Linked DNA regions of Mus musculus: regions 1 and 3 are each linked to region 2. A link is a contact called in public HiChIP or PLAC-seq data. All regions are on one chromosome and are shown on one strand. The core of a region is the stretch at or near the end of the contact, and the rest is flanking DNA. Distances in the headings are between cores, read along the strand shown. Region 1 overlaps Themis (thymocyte selection associated). Region 2 overlaps Ptprk (protein tyrosine phosphatase, receptor type, K). Region 3 overlaps Themis (thymocyte selection associated).

The links. HiChIP or PLAC-seq counts read pairs in DNA pulled down with a chosen protein or histone mark.
Region 1: a contact with region 2 is called in a BATF HiChIP or PLAC-seq map of CD8 T cells, with 37 read pairs. The contact joins two enhancer-like sites. A contact is called at or near these places in 3 of 115 datasets of contacts at active chromatin or transcription factors (CD8 T cells, the SCID.adh cell line and effector CD8 T cells) and 1 of 9 other capture datasets (adipose tissue).
Region 3: an H3K4me3 HiChIP or PLAC-seq map of the SCID.adh cell line shows a contact between it and region 2, with 11 times the contacts expected there. The contact joins two enhancer-like sites. A contact is called at or near these places in 5 of 484 Hi-C or Micro-C datasets (CD4 T cells, cerebral cortex, double positive thymocytes and 1 more), 3 of 115 datasets of contacts at active chromatin or transcription factors (CD8 T cells, the SCID.adh cell line and effector CD8 T cells) and 1 of 9 other capture datasets (adipose tissue).

What each region holds. Positions count from the first base shown.
Region 1 is chr10:28,693,949-28,697,844 of GRCm38.p6, forward strand. All of the region lies in intron 1 of Themis (thymocyte selection associated), which reads left to right. Among named protein-coding and RNA genes, the nearest start is that of Themis, 28 kb to the left of the region's middle. Within about 2 kb of position 1,898, at least 32 of the 459 cell types and tissues checked have an H3K27ac peak or open chromatin away from gene starts, as enhancers often do. A contact at or near this core is called in CD8 T cells and the SCID.adh cell line, where this site is marked.
Region 2 is chr10:28,565,726-28,569,660 of GRCm38.p6, forward strand. It overlaps Ptprk (protein tyrosine phosphatase, receptor type, K), which reads left to right. Exons shown (of 32, transcript NM_008983.2): 17 at 770-954; 18 at 2,602-2,689. Among named protein-coding and RNA genes, the nearest start is that of Themis, 100 kb to the right of the region's middle. Within about 2 kb of position 1,691, at least 39 of the 459 cell types and tissues checked have an H3K27ac peak or open chromatin away from gene starts, as enhancers often do. A contact at or near this core is called in CD8 T cells, the SCID.adh cell line and double positive thymocytes, where this site is marked.
Region 3 is chr10:28,727,881-28,731,799 of GRCm38.p6, forward strand. All of the region lies in intron 2 of Themis (thymocyte selection associated), which reads left to right. Among named protein-coding and RNA genes, the nearest start is that of Themis, 61 kb to the left of the region's middle. Within about 2 kb of position 1,786, at least 4 of the 459 cell types and tissues checked have an H3K27ac peak or open chromatin away from gene starts, as enhancers often do. A contact at or near this core is called in the SCID.adh cell line and double positive thymocytes, where this site is marked.

The DNA.
Region 1 (3,896 bases), core at 648-3,147, 130 kb after region 2:
TGTTTTGTAAAACCAAGAATATGTTTTGTAGAGTGTAGTATGGTAGGGTGAAAGGAGGTACCTCAATGGACCCATGCTAAGACATCCTTCCCCACTGAGGGACCAGGCATACGACTGGTATAGAATAGAATAGACTTTATTTTGTGGCATGGGAAGCAGAGTTGAGAAGGGAGTAGAGGCAGCGAAATAGAGAAGGAGCAGAATGGGGAGAGGGAGGAGGAGCAGAAGGAGGAGGGAGAGGGAGAAAGGTGTCAGAGAGAGCGAAGAGAGGCCAAACAGTCCTCTTTATAGTAAGCCTGGCCTATCTGAATGTTGCAAGAATAACTGTTGGTCAGGACCTAGGAGGAATGCTAACAGGAGGAATTTTTAATAGGAATAGGACTGAGCAAATCACCTATCACATATTGAGCAGGGTAGGTACGTAAAGTTGTTGGAAGAGTTGATTCACCTTACCTAAATGGTAGAATTGTGTAAGTCAGTTGTATATAAACTTTGTTCATTTATAGTTACGATAACACGGTCTCATTTCATCCTCCCCTTCTGTGATGAGCTCTTCTTCACCTTTTTTGTTGCAGTTTTCTATCTTTTATTTACTTCAGTGATTCTTTTTTCTATTGTTTATTTTCAAATGTCCTCAAGCTAGGGGCTTACTGCTCTGAGGCCTTGAACTTCTAAAATAAGTCACCAGTGCTAAAGCCTTCGCTTTTAACTCAGTTGTGTCGCACAAGGTTTGACATACGGTATTTCCATTGGCATTGATTTCAGTACATCACTTGGCTGTATGTTGTCTGGTTTTTAAGTGTAAAGGGAATTTCCTATTACCTTTTTGTAATTTGGTTTAATTTGTCATCATAGACTATTCTGACACAATTCTTTTAAGCTTTTGATGAATCTTTTTAAATTGTAAGTTTATTTTATTGTATTTTATGGGCACTCTGTCTATCTGTATGCCTGATCACCACTTGCATGTCCTGTGCCTGTGGAGTCCAGAAAAGAGCATCAGATCCCTTGAACTGGAGTCACAGACCCTGATCCTCTGGAAGAGCAACCAATGCTCTCAACTGATGAGCCATCTCTTCACTATCCCCACACCCATGCCTTTTTCGTAAGACACAGTTTATTCCACTGTGGTTTTGTGAGCAGTTGAACACTGCATTTTTCTGTCATTAGGCAAAGGGTTATTTCTGTGGACATTGGATTCTGTAGTTGACAGCATTGCTGAGTAACTCTGTGATTCAACTGATAACCTGTCTAGCACTTTGATCGGTTGTTGAGAGGGGTTGATGTAGTTTCCAGGTGCAGCCGTGACTTCTGTTTTCTCCTCTCAGTTATCACGGGGAGTTTTTGGCCTCTGTGGTTTGGTAAGTACATTCCGAGCACCATAATATCTCCTTAGTAAAACGACTCACTTACCATCCTGTTCTTTTTATTCCTTTGTCTGTATTAGATATTTCTGCTGCAAAGTTTACTTTAACATATATAAATTTCTACTTTCTTTGAGAAATGTTTGTTTGGCATATCTTTTCCAAGACTTCTTTTTTGAATTTTTTGGTACTATTATAGTTGGAGCAAGCTTCCTGGGACACCTTAGGGAGAGATAACAGATGGGACCCCTGGTACTTCACAAACACTACCCTAGGATCTTTAGAGTACAGTATTTTTGGTCTATGAAAGCCTGTACTTGCACTGTTTGGTACATAGATGCTTTGCTGACAAAATTCCTGCTTTTTCACCAGACATCACCCCAGTGGAGGGAGGAGGAATAGTTGAATGCTTTATGGTGGGAATGAGAGTCCAAGATCTCATTGTGGTTTTCACACAGGGTTGTGGAAATTAGTAGTGCCTTAGTAAGATGGAAGTCCCAGTGCTGAACTTTACTCTTTCTGATACAATCTGAGCAAACCTCAGGAGTGAGACAGTGTGCAGGTCTTGAATTAGAAGGTACCCAGCGTATCTACTCCTCTTTGTTGATGTATGAAACACAGCCAGTTTTCTATGACATTTGGCTGCAGTAAGTAGTATGGCCATTGTATACTTATTGCTTCCTAATCTTTCAGCTAGAGCCAAGAGACTTTTCATAAGGATTTTGTTTTGTTTAGAGACAGCTATTGTTATGTTGCCAAGATCAGACCCCCATCATTTTATTAATACTTAACTAAGGGTGTACTTATACTCAAGGTTTTCTAACTCAGTATATTGAGGACTAAGATTGTATAAGCAAATGAAACTTGAACATATTTCAACTGTACCCATTTGGCATTTCTAGATTATATAAGCATGTGAAGTTTGAACATATTTTAGTTGTACCCATTTGGCATTTCTAGGTTGTTAGCTTTTTTGGCTTCAGCTCTGGAATATCTGAGGAAAGTAAAATGTAATGAATGTCTATCTTTTCAGAGGCAGAAACATTTTTATAAGATTTTTGTAGCAAATGTAAGATTTATATGTCTGGAATTCAATAGTCACGTAAGTTTATGCACTAACACCTGACAAATGCTAAGAGAGGCTTCTCTGACCAAAGCAGAGAGCAGCAATAATGTATGTGTAAAAGCACAAATATTGAAAAAGAAATATGGCATCATGTGCCTTTAGCAAATCAGCAGTCCTAGGTTCCATCTAGGACCTATTAACTGCCTAGTCATGGGCTTTTGACTAGGTTGACAGGATGAGTCATGAATTCTTTCCAGTGAAGAGGGCATCAGAGCCAATCAATCAAAAAGTGATTGGTTACCCCATAATGGTCACAGCACCATTATACCCATGAGTGTTTCATGCCTGGCAGGTGGTTACTTAACTCATAAGATTCATATCTAGATCAGATTGACGACAACTTTTCTCACCCAGGAACTTTCCTAGCACCTTTGGGCCCTGTGAAAGCCAGCCAGTAAGGTGGAAGTATGAAGTTCAGGTCCAGCCTGAGTTCTCTATGTCCTGGAACTGTGTGTGCCATTAGTGACAGCGTCTCACCATCTAGTTCTTGTGGGCAGTCAAGAACAATGGTAGTATCTCAGACTGTTTGGGAGACCTCTAGGACCTTCAGATCCTTGACCAACAAGTCGCCTCTTGCCTTGGGATTTTTATTTGATAACTCATGGGTTCTGTAAACACCATTATCCCTCTGTCTTTGTGCCACCATTGCACTAGCATACCTTGCAGGTAGGACACTATTATTAACTGAAAGGTTTGCAGCAGAGTTGAGTTTATCATTTTCCTTTGGTAGAGTGCAAAGGAAAAAAAAGTCCTCTACTAAGAATCTACTAGTTCTTAGGGGGTGAAGGCTCTAGGATGGCACCAGCTCAACTTGTCTGTGTTCTCAATGAGTTGTGTAGGTACTGTCTTCAGCTGACAGTTTGTGGAGAGCAACCTTGGTAACAGCACAAGTTGTTTGGAGATTCCCATAACATTCCTTTGGACAGCAACTCAATTAGAAAAACCCATTTACCATACTGGAAGTTTCATTTGGTGACAAGAAATTTCCATTTGGGCCTTATTTGGGGGTATCATTTAGATTTCCTTCATATATGCATATATTAGGAAGTGTCTACTAAATCAGGGTCCCATTCAAATGACCCTCAATTTTAGCTGTTTTCACCATGTTTTTCTCCTCTGTCCTCTTCCAGTTTGATTCAGCTGTCCCTTGTTTATCCATAGAGTTTTTTTTTTTCCATTTTTATGGAGCTCTCCATTTCTCCTCTTACTCAATCCCTAACCTTTGTGCTTCTCTAAATTGTAGCATTTTTATCACTGACTTAACAATGTTCATCTTGCCTAAGAAAGTCACAGCCACTACAACAGTTTGATATTATGCTGGATTATTCACTTTCATTATTATATGAAACAAACTTAAGCATAATTAATAATATTTACTAAGCCCCAAATAAGTGCTGAATGAGTTC
Region 2 (3,935 bases), core at 441-2,940:
GTGGCATGCAGGGATTGTGTTTGACTTAGAAACATTAAGACAGCCTTGTAAATCAGTGTGGGGGAGGGGCTCAGGATTCAAGGAAGGTATCCTCATTTATCTCCAGTACCCCTGATTTCTCTGACTTTGCAGATAGAGAAGTCAAAATGCACTGGCAATTAAAACAATATTACAGTAACAAGAATCCAAGGGGAAACGCATGTGAAGCCTCCTGGAGGGCAGAGGGGTGGGGGTGAGATTCTCTATTAGTATTTCTGATCCAGGGTGTGCTGTGCTGAGAAAGGAGGGGAAAGGTGGTGAGCTGCGCATCTCTGCGGTAATGGGGATGTTGTCTGAGCAGGGTCTCTGAGGGAGGTTGGATTATGAGTGTGAAGGAGTTTATCCAACTGGGTCAATGGTGAAAACGGGTTTTTTTTTCCAGTTGTCAGCTTGGTCCTCTGGCTCCTGTCTATGCTGTTGTGACTCCAAATGCTAAAAACCAAGGCAACTCAGCTAAATGAATCCAGTGTCTTCCTGTCTCTCCCAGCATCTGCTATCTTGCTGATAGACATATGTTCTGACCTTTAACCCCTGAGCCAAAGTGAAAGGTTTTGTCTTTAAGATGATTGCTGTCCCAGCCCCCACACCAACCCTCTTGGCTGGCTTTTCTTTTCCATCCTTCTACTACTTCAAGATTTAAATAAAGTCTTCACATCTTCTTTGCATGCTTATATATTAAACAAGATAACTTTATCTCTTTTTTAATGTTCTGGAATATGAAATCTGCCAGATGAGAACCACAGTGCCACAGCAGAGTCTAGTCGTCTCCTGGATGTTCCTCGATACCTCTGTGAAGGGACAGAGTCCCCTTATCAGACAGGACAGCTGCACCCAGCCATCAGGGTGGCCGACTTACTGCAGCACATTAACCTCATGAAGACATCAGACAGCTATGGGTTCAAAGAGGAATACGAGGTGAAAGCTTCAATACTGTATTGAATTTTACTTTTAACATGATACTCAATGTAATGTAACATTTTCTTCCCTTCAACAATACAAGAGTGGGATACTCTGCAATCTCTCTAGTCCAACATTGAGAAGGCCTTCATATGTATGTATTGGGAAGCAGGAAAATGAAGGAGAAGAGCCCTTCCTGGAAGTGTATTCAGGGTTACATTCATTGTAAGAGTCTTGGGAATGGATTCTAAAATATTTCAGTGTTATCAAAAACACTGTACTAGATTTTCCCACAGTTTCCTATTCAAAAGTCAAGAAAAGGATCCCCAGAGCTCCTCTGTAGTGTGTTAGGGATGCTATCACCAATTGACTTACATTTCAGGTGTTTCTCTGTGTCCTTGCTTGCAAACCCTCTAATGGTGATAATAAGTCATATGTGCTGCTTGCCACTCTCGCCTCAATTTTGTGAACTGTCAGCTGCGGGTGGCAAGGAAGAAAAGCTGAACACCACAAATTAAGTATACAGCATCCAAAGGGGGGAAAAATTAAATGTGGTAAATTTCCTTTCATGGTATATTTCTCTTTCCTACTCAGACCGAAATACCAAGGTTTATCTTACAAAGAAAATGACTTAAATCACATTCCAAGAAACAGCAAAAAGACAATGTTCCTTCCACCTATTTCTTGCTTTGACCTCTCAGTGTGCAACACTGAAGCCGGTTTATCCTCATACACTCAGCACAGTGTGTATGGGGACGCACTTAGAGTAGAGGGCACCCAGTGTGTCTTATTCCAAAGAGCAGCCAAACACATTCAACTCCATGGAAAGAACTTTAAGGTTCATATGCCATGTGTGGGCCACTTGTATACCTTATTTGGGGTGAGAGAAATTATCTTAAAATTTTGAATGCCCGCTTTAGATATTTGAGAAGTGCCCAAAATAAGGGCGGGGAGTTAGAATATCCTGCCAGAGCGGTTTCTGCTTGCTCATTTCATGTATATTCCTGTGTACTCTGCTTCAAAGAATGTTGGCTCTTTGAAGACCCTACTTCCTGTGTTGAGCAAAGTTTTAAGTTTAACTACAAAAAAAATGAGAGAGATCTTTTGCTGCATTTTAAATTGCTGCATGATTAAACCAACCAGTGTGCCCATCTGTCAATAGATTCTTGGAGAACAAGAATCTTTATAAGCCCATTTCCTTCAGAAAAGACCCCATCTTCATGGCCTTCAAAGAGAAAAAAAAATGACAGATTGCACATGACTAAAGAATTATGGGAACAAAGTGATGTTTTTTCCTGATATAAAAGCTGATAGAACACATTTGGAAGATAGACATTAAAAGTAGTTTTTCTAACTTTTAATGTATTATTATGTAGACAGTTTGAAAACAGAGTGATATTTTTCCTACTTGTACCTCACTGGAGTATTTTCAAGGTTCTGTTTTTCTCTGAAGTTCCTGCTGGGCTCTCAGCTAAGATCAGACCAACTCAAGATGAACAATCTAAGGGCTGAGAAACAAATGTGCTCATGGCCGTAGACAGTCGTGCCCCCACCCCCACAATTGTGGCTTCCACTGTGTGAATTTTAAGAGCAGATAAAAACTGTTGTGAAACACAATTAAGCTAGGTTTGCTTATCAACTCTTTGCTTTTTTTCTTCTTCCCAGAGCTTCTTTGAAGGCCAGTCAGCCTCTTGGGATGTGGCTAAAAAGGATCAAAACAGAGCAAAGAACCGATACGGAAACATTATCGCATGTAAGCATCTTGACCCTTGTAAATATTACATCTACAAACCTGAACAGTGAGTTACCACTTCCATGGTTTTGACTTTAGGTAATCCTAGGAGTAACATAGCTGTCTGAAAAGTGATCTACTGAATATTAAAAACAATGTTACTGCCCTCAATAAATTCATTCTGATTCTTGCCTTTGAAAAACTTGCTGATTTAAATTTTTGTTTAAATATATGGAAGGTTACTAACAAATGTTGAAGAATATTGGGGTAATGCCAAAGTTTTTTTTTTCAGTTATGAATTAGTAGAACATCCTGTGGGTCATATTCAAGGTTGCTGAGGTATTTATTTCCCATGCCCTTATACCTTACCTGGAGGCAGGGACTGAACTGCAGATACTAAAAGCCATTAATCACTCAGAAGTTCCATTCAGATGATATCTGCATGAAGACATGCGAAATAGCAAGTCATCACCAGACCAGCCATGGAAGTAGCAAGGAGAGTGGATGACCTAACTTGTAATTATCTGTGGTTTTCTTAAACCAGTCCACTCTGAATTGAAATCATTCTAAACTATCTAGAATACATTAAAACATAATCTGTCTCTCAAGGAGTGAAAAACAGGTTCAAAGTTCACATTCTAGTTAGTCTGTGGCTGTAAAATCCATTGCATACGCCGGGCGTGTGGCGCACGCCTTTAATCCCAGCACGTGGGAGGCAGAGGCAGGCGGATTTCTGAGTTCGAGGCCAGCCTGGTCTACAGAGTGAGTTCCAGGACAGCCAGGGCTACACAGAGAAATCCTGTCTCAAAAAACCATAAAAAAAAAAATCCATTGCATATATGAAGAGCCATCCAGACTTTGTGTTGCCACCTGCAAATTTCCCAATGTGAAAGACAAGCCGTCGAACCTGTGTTCAAAGCTGTCATTGGAAGAAGTAGCAAACTCCATGTAGTTCTTGCATATCCCAGATGATTGATTAAATAACAATGTAGAGCTTTGAAAGTGTGGATTATAAAGACTAAATTTGTCCCTGCGTTTTTCCCACTCCCTGACTGTCTCAGGGCAGAGGAACTCAAATAGCTTGCATCTGATTTTTTTTTTTTTTTTTTTTTTTACTCTTTGTCCAATTTTTTATTAGGTATTTTTTTTTATTTACATTTCAAATTCTATCCCAAAAGTACCCTATGCCCTCCCCCCACCCTGCTCCCCTACCCACCCACTGCCACTTCTTGGCCCTGGTGTTCCCCTGTACTGAGGCATATAAAGT
Region 3 (3,919 bases), core at 536-3,035, 160 kb after region 2:
CTTTGTGGAGGATATTATCAAAACATAATTAAAGTGCTTGCTATGGCATCTGGACTATAGCAACATTCATAAAAATGGTGATAACTTATATTACTGTTATTAAGATTCTTATTGATATCATTGGGGAAGTAGAAAATGCTTTTCAGAGAATGTTATAATTGACCTGATGTTTGGAGAGTAAAAATAAATTGGTTATATTAATGAGAAGATTCTTGCAAGTGCTCTAATTCTCTGTCCCTTTGAACCGAAAGCTTACCCATTTTTTTTATATCCTTCCTGGTCTTTCAAAATGATGGCTGGTTTTCAAGCTTGGCTGCACAGTGACCTCATCTAGGGAGATTAGAAAGTCGTGATGCAGGAGGTATCATGATTTATTTGGGCAAAGTCTGGTCATGAAGATTCTTCAAAGCTCCCAAGCTAGGACTAACATGAACCTGAGGCTGGGAACCATGGCTTTATAGACAACATTCCTAAGTAGCAAAGTTAGATGTAATTGCTCTCCTCATATGTATATGTGCATGTGAATGCATATGTGAACGTGTGTATATATAATACACATACATATACACACATGTACATATATACACATGTATATATATTTATGAATGTGTGTGTGTGTGTGTGTGTGTGTGTGTGTGTGTGTATGCGCAGGGTTTCACTATGTAGCCCAATCTGGCTTGGAACTTCCTTTGTAGAACAGTCCTCAAACACACAAAAGAGTGCCCGCCTCTTCTTCCAAAACGTTGTGAGTAGAGGCATGTGCTCTCACCCCAGGTTAAGTACTTTTATGCCTTTATTATTTCACTTATTGCTTTTTACATGTATTTGGAGTTAGTTTTGTGTTTGTTGGAGTAGCGTGATCTAATAGATAACAAGGCGGCTAAGAGCAAAAGCAAAATCATTTATCACTGTAATTCTCAGTACAGAATAAACACTCACTAAGTTTAAATGTTCAGAATTTTCAGATAGAGGAATCGTTTCTTATTGGATTAGTGAAAACACCTGGGTAGTGGCTGAAGTCTAAGGTCATCACTATCTGGAACTTCCTTTGGGCTGGGGTTAGCGTGATGTCTTTGTCATTAATTGGGTAAGAGTTTAAAGGTGTTTACAGGTGAGCCTTCTTGTAAGGGTCAGAATTAAAGCAGAGGTGATGAAGGACGATGAGAGAATGCTCTCTTCCGAAAAGACTCCAGGATCCTACATAAATGTTTCCTCTTCATTATCACTAGGGGAAAAGACCAGAATCAAGTCCTTTATCACAGATCTCAACAGTAACATATGCCTTTTCCACGTTAAAACCTTTCATTTAAATTCCAATTATATTTTAAAATTTTAAAGCCCCGTGGCACTTTTAACACATGTTTTTATTGGTATATATTTATTATGCATAGTGATAGGCTTCATTCCCGTGACTCTGTCATGTACTTTGGATACATTCACTCTCCTTTCTTTTCTAATCTCTCCCGTTTTCCCATTCATTCCCATTTCATGTCGACTCTTGCTCCTTCATTAAAATATGATTGCACATATATGTACACCCTATGTCATTTTACATATATGTGTGAAAACCTAGGATCCACAAGTAAATGAGAAATGGAAACAAGTGATATCACCATCATCTTTAGCTGTGCCTATTTTTTTCGGCAAGTGTTATAATGCAATCCTTTATGGTTAAATAGAGCACCACTGTGCACGCACAGCACAAGTTCTTTATCAGTTCTTCTGTGGATGACTACTTGGGATGATTCCATAACTTGACTTCTGTGGACAGTGCAGCAACAAACATACAGATGACAACATCTCTACAGGATGTTCATTTATAGGCTCTGGGCTTGTAGCTCGAGTTGATGTATTTGGGTCATATGCTCGTTCTCCTCTTAGCTTATTGAGGAACTTTCATATTTATTTCTATGGGGCTGTAATAATTGATATTTCCATGCCAGAATTTGCTGTGATTTATCTTCTTAATGATAATCATTCTGGTGGGAATAAGATTGAATCTTAATGCTGTATGACTTTGTAATTTTTGGATGCCCAAGGATTTTGAACACATTTTCTGAAAACTGTTAGTTACATTGGTCCATTTATTGAGTAAGTTGTTCAGATATTTTGAGTTCTTCATGTAGTCTAGATTCTAATCTTCTGTGTGACTATCAAAGATTTTCTTCTAAAGTTGTCTGTTCACCAAGTTGTTCTCGTTGCTGTTTAGAAACTTATAAATTCTGTCACATTTCTTAAAGCTTCAAAATTCCTTTTTTTTTTTTTTTTTGTGACAGAACCAAACTAGGGGAATAAAAGATATCTATAATGAAAAACTTTAAACACTCAATAAATTCATGAAAAAGACGCTAAACAGTGTAGAGATGGCTCAGGGGTTAAGAACACTATCTGCTCTTCCCAAAGTCCTGTGTTCCCCAGCAACCACATGGTGTCTCACAATCATCTATAATGATATCTGGTGCCCTCTTCTGGCCTGCAGGCATACGTGCAGCCAGAACTCTATTATATATATATATATCTTTTTAAAGACACTAAACAACAGGAAGATACCCCCAAAGTATTTTAAACATCTTGTTTTATTTGCTTAACTCTTCAAATTTCCTCTTATGGTTGATTTCTAATTCAATTCAATTATCAGAGGACATACTTTCTGAAATTCAAATTTAAAAATATACTAATACTTGTTTTTATACTCTGTATAGAAGAATATATATTCTACCATTATAGAAGTCCATTAAAGATACTTGTTCATTTATAGAATTATTTACACCACCTAGGTGATCTTTTCTACTTGATCTTTCACAACAGCATATCCATTATTAAAATCATGTATGTGTATGTTAAATAAAAATAAATAAGAGTTATCTAGGGAAAGAAAGAATAAACAGGAAAGGTTATGGGTATGAAAAGGGAGGTAAGTGGGATAGGGTCGGGGGTAGAATATGCTCATCAAAGAATATATGACGTCAAAGAATATATATCTTTTTAAAAAGAAATTTCTTCTTCTTCTTCTTCTTCTTCTTCTTCTTCTTCTTCTTCTTCTTCTTCTTCTTCTTCTTCTTCTTCTTCTTCTTTTTCTTCTCTTCCTCCTCCTCCTCCTCCCCCTCCTTTTCTCCTTCTCTTCCTTCACCTCCTCCTCATTCTTCCTGTATTATTTGGATTCCTAAAATTGTGTATTTTTTTGTTTAATGTACTTTGAGAGTCGGGGGACATGTGTATCTATATTTATAATTGCTAGTGGTTTTGAGTGGAGAGTTTCTTTTAACTTCAAGATACCTTTTATAGTAATAACATTTTAAAATGTAAATTTGGTTCCAATTTATTTTTAAACATTGTCTTGATTTGTAGCCAAGCTTGGAACTGTTTTCACAATATTCTTGCTATAGCCTACTGAGAGCTGAGATTACAAGTGTGCACCAACATGCCTTGCTATATTGTTTCTGATTTAAAATAGTTTCTTCATTTTTTTTGCTTTCTTATTTTTAACAACTAATTGTACAGGCTATCATCTACATTTTTACTCTCTACCTACTTATGTCTTTAAATTTAAAGTCTCTTTTGATACACATAGTATATGCTTTGATATTTTTCTTCTATCATATTAAGTGTGGTTTAATCATTATCTGCTTTTAGTTAATATCATAACTGATAGTAAAGAATTTAGTGCTATTGTTTTGCCACTTGTTTTTCATGTTTTTTATTTTTCATTGCTCTCTACATTTTCCATAATGAATATTTTTTAGCATTCCACTTTAGTTCCTTTGCATTTTAATAGATTTTTACATTTACATAGAGAAGTTTTGGGTTTATAAAAAAAAAAACCTAAGTAGAAGTCGCTTTAGTGAGATTTAGTATGCAAAACACCGAAATCAACCAACCAAACATACCAAAAAAAAAAAAAAAAAAAAAAAGAAAGATG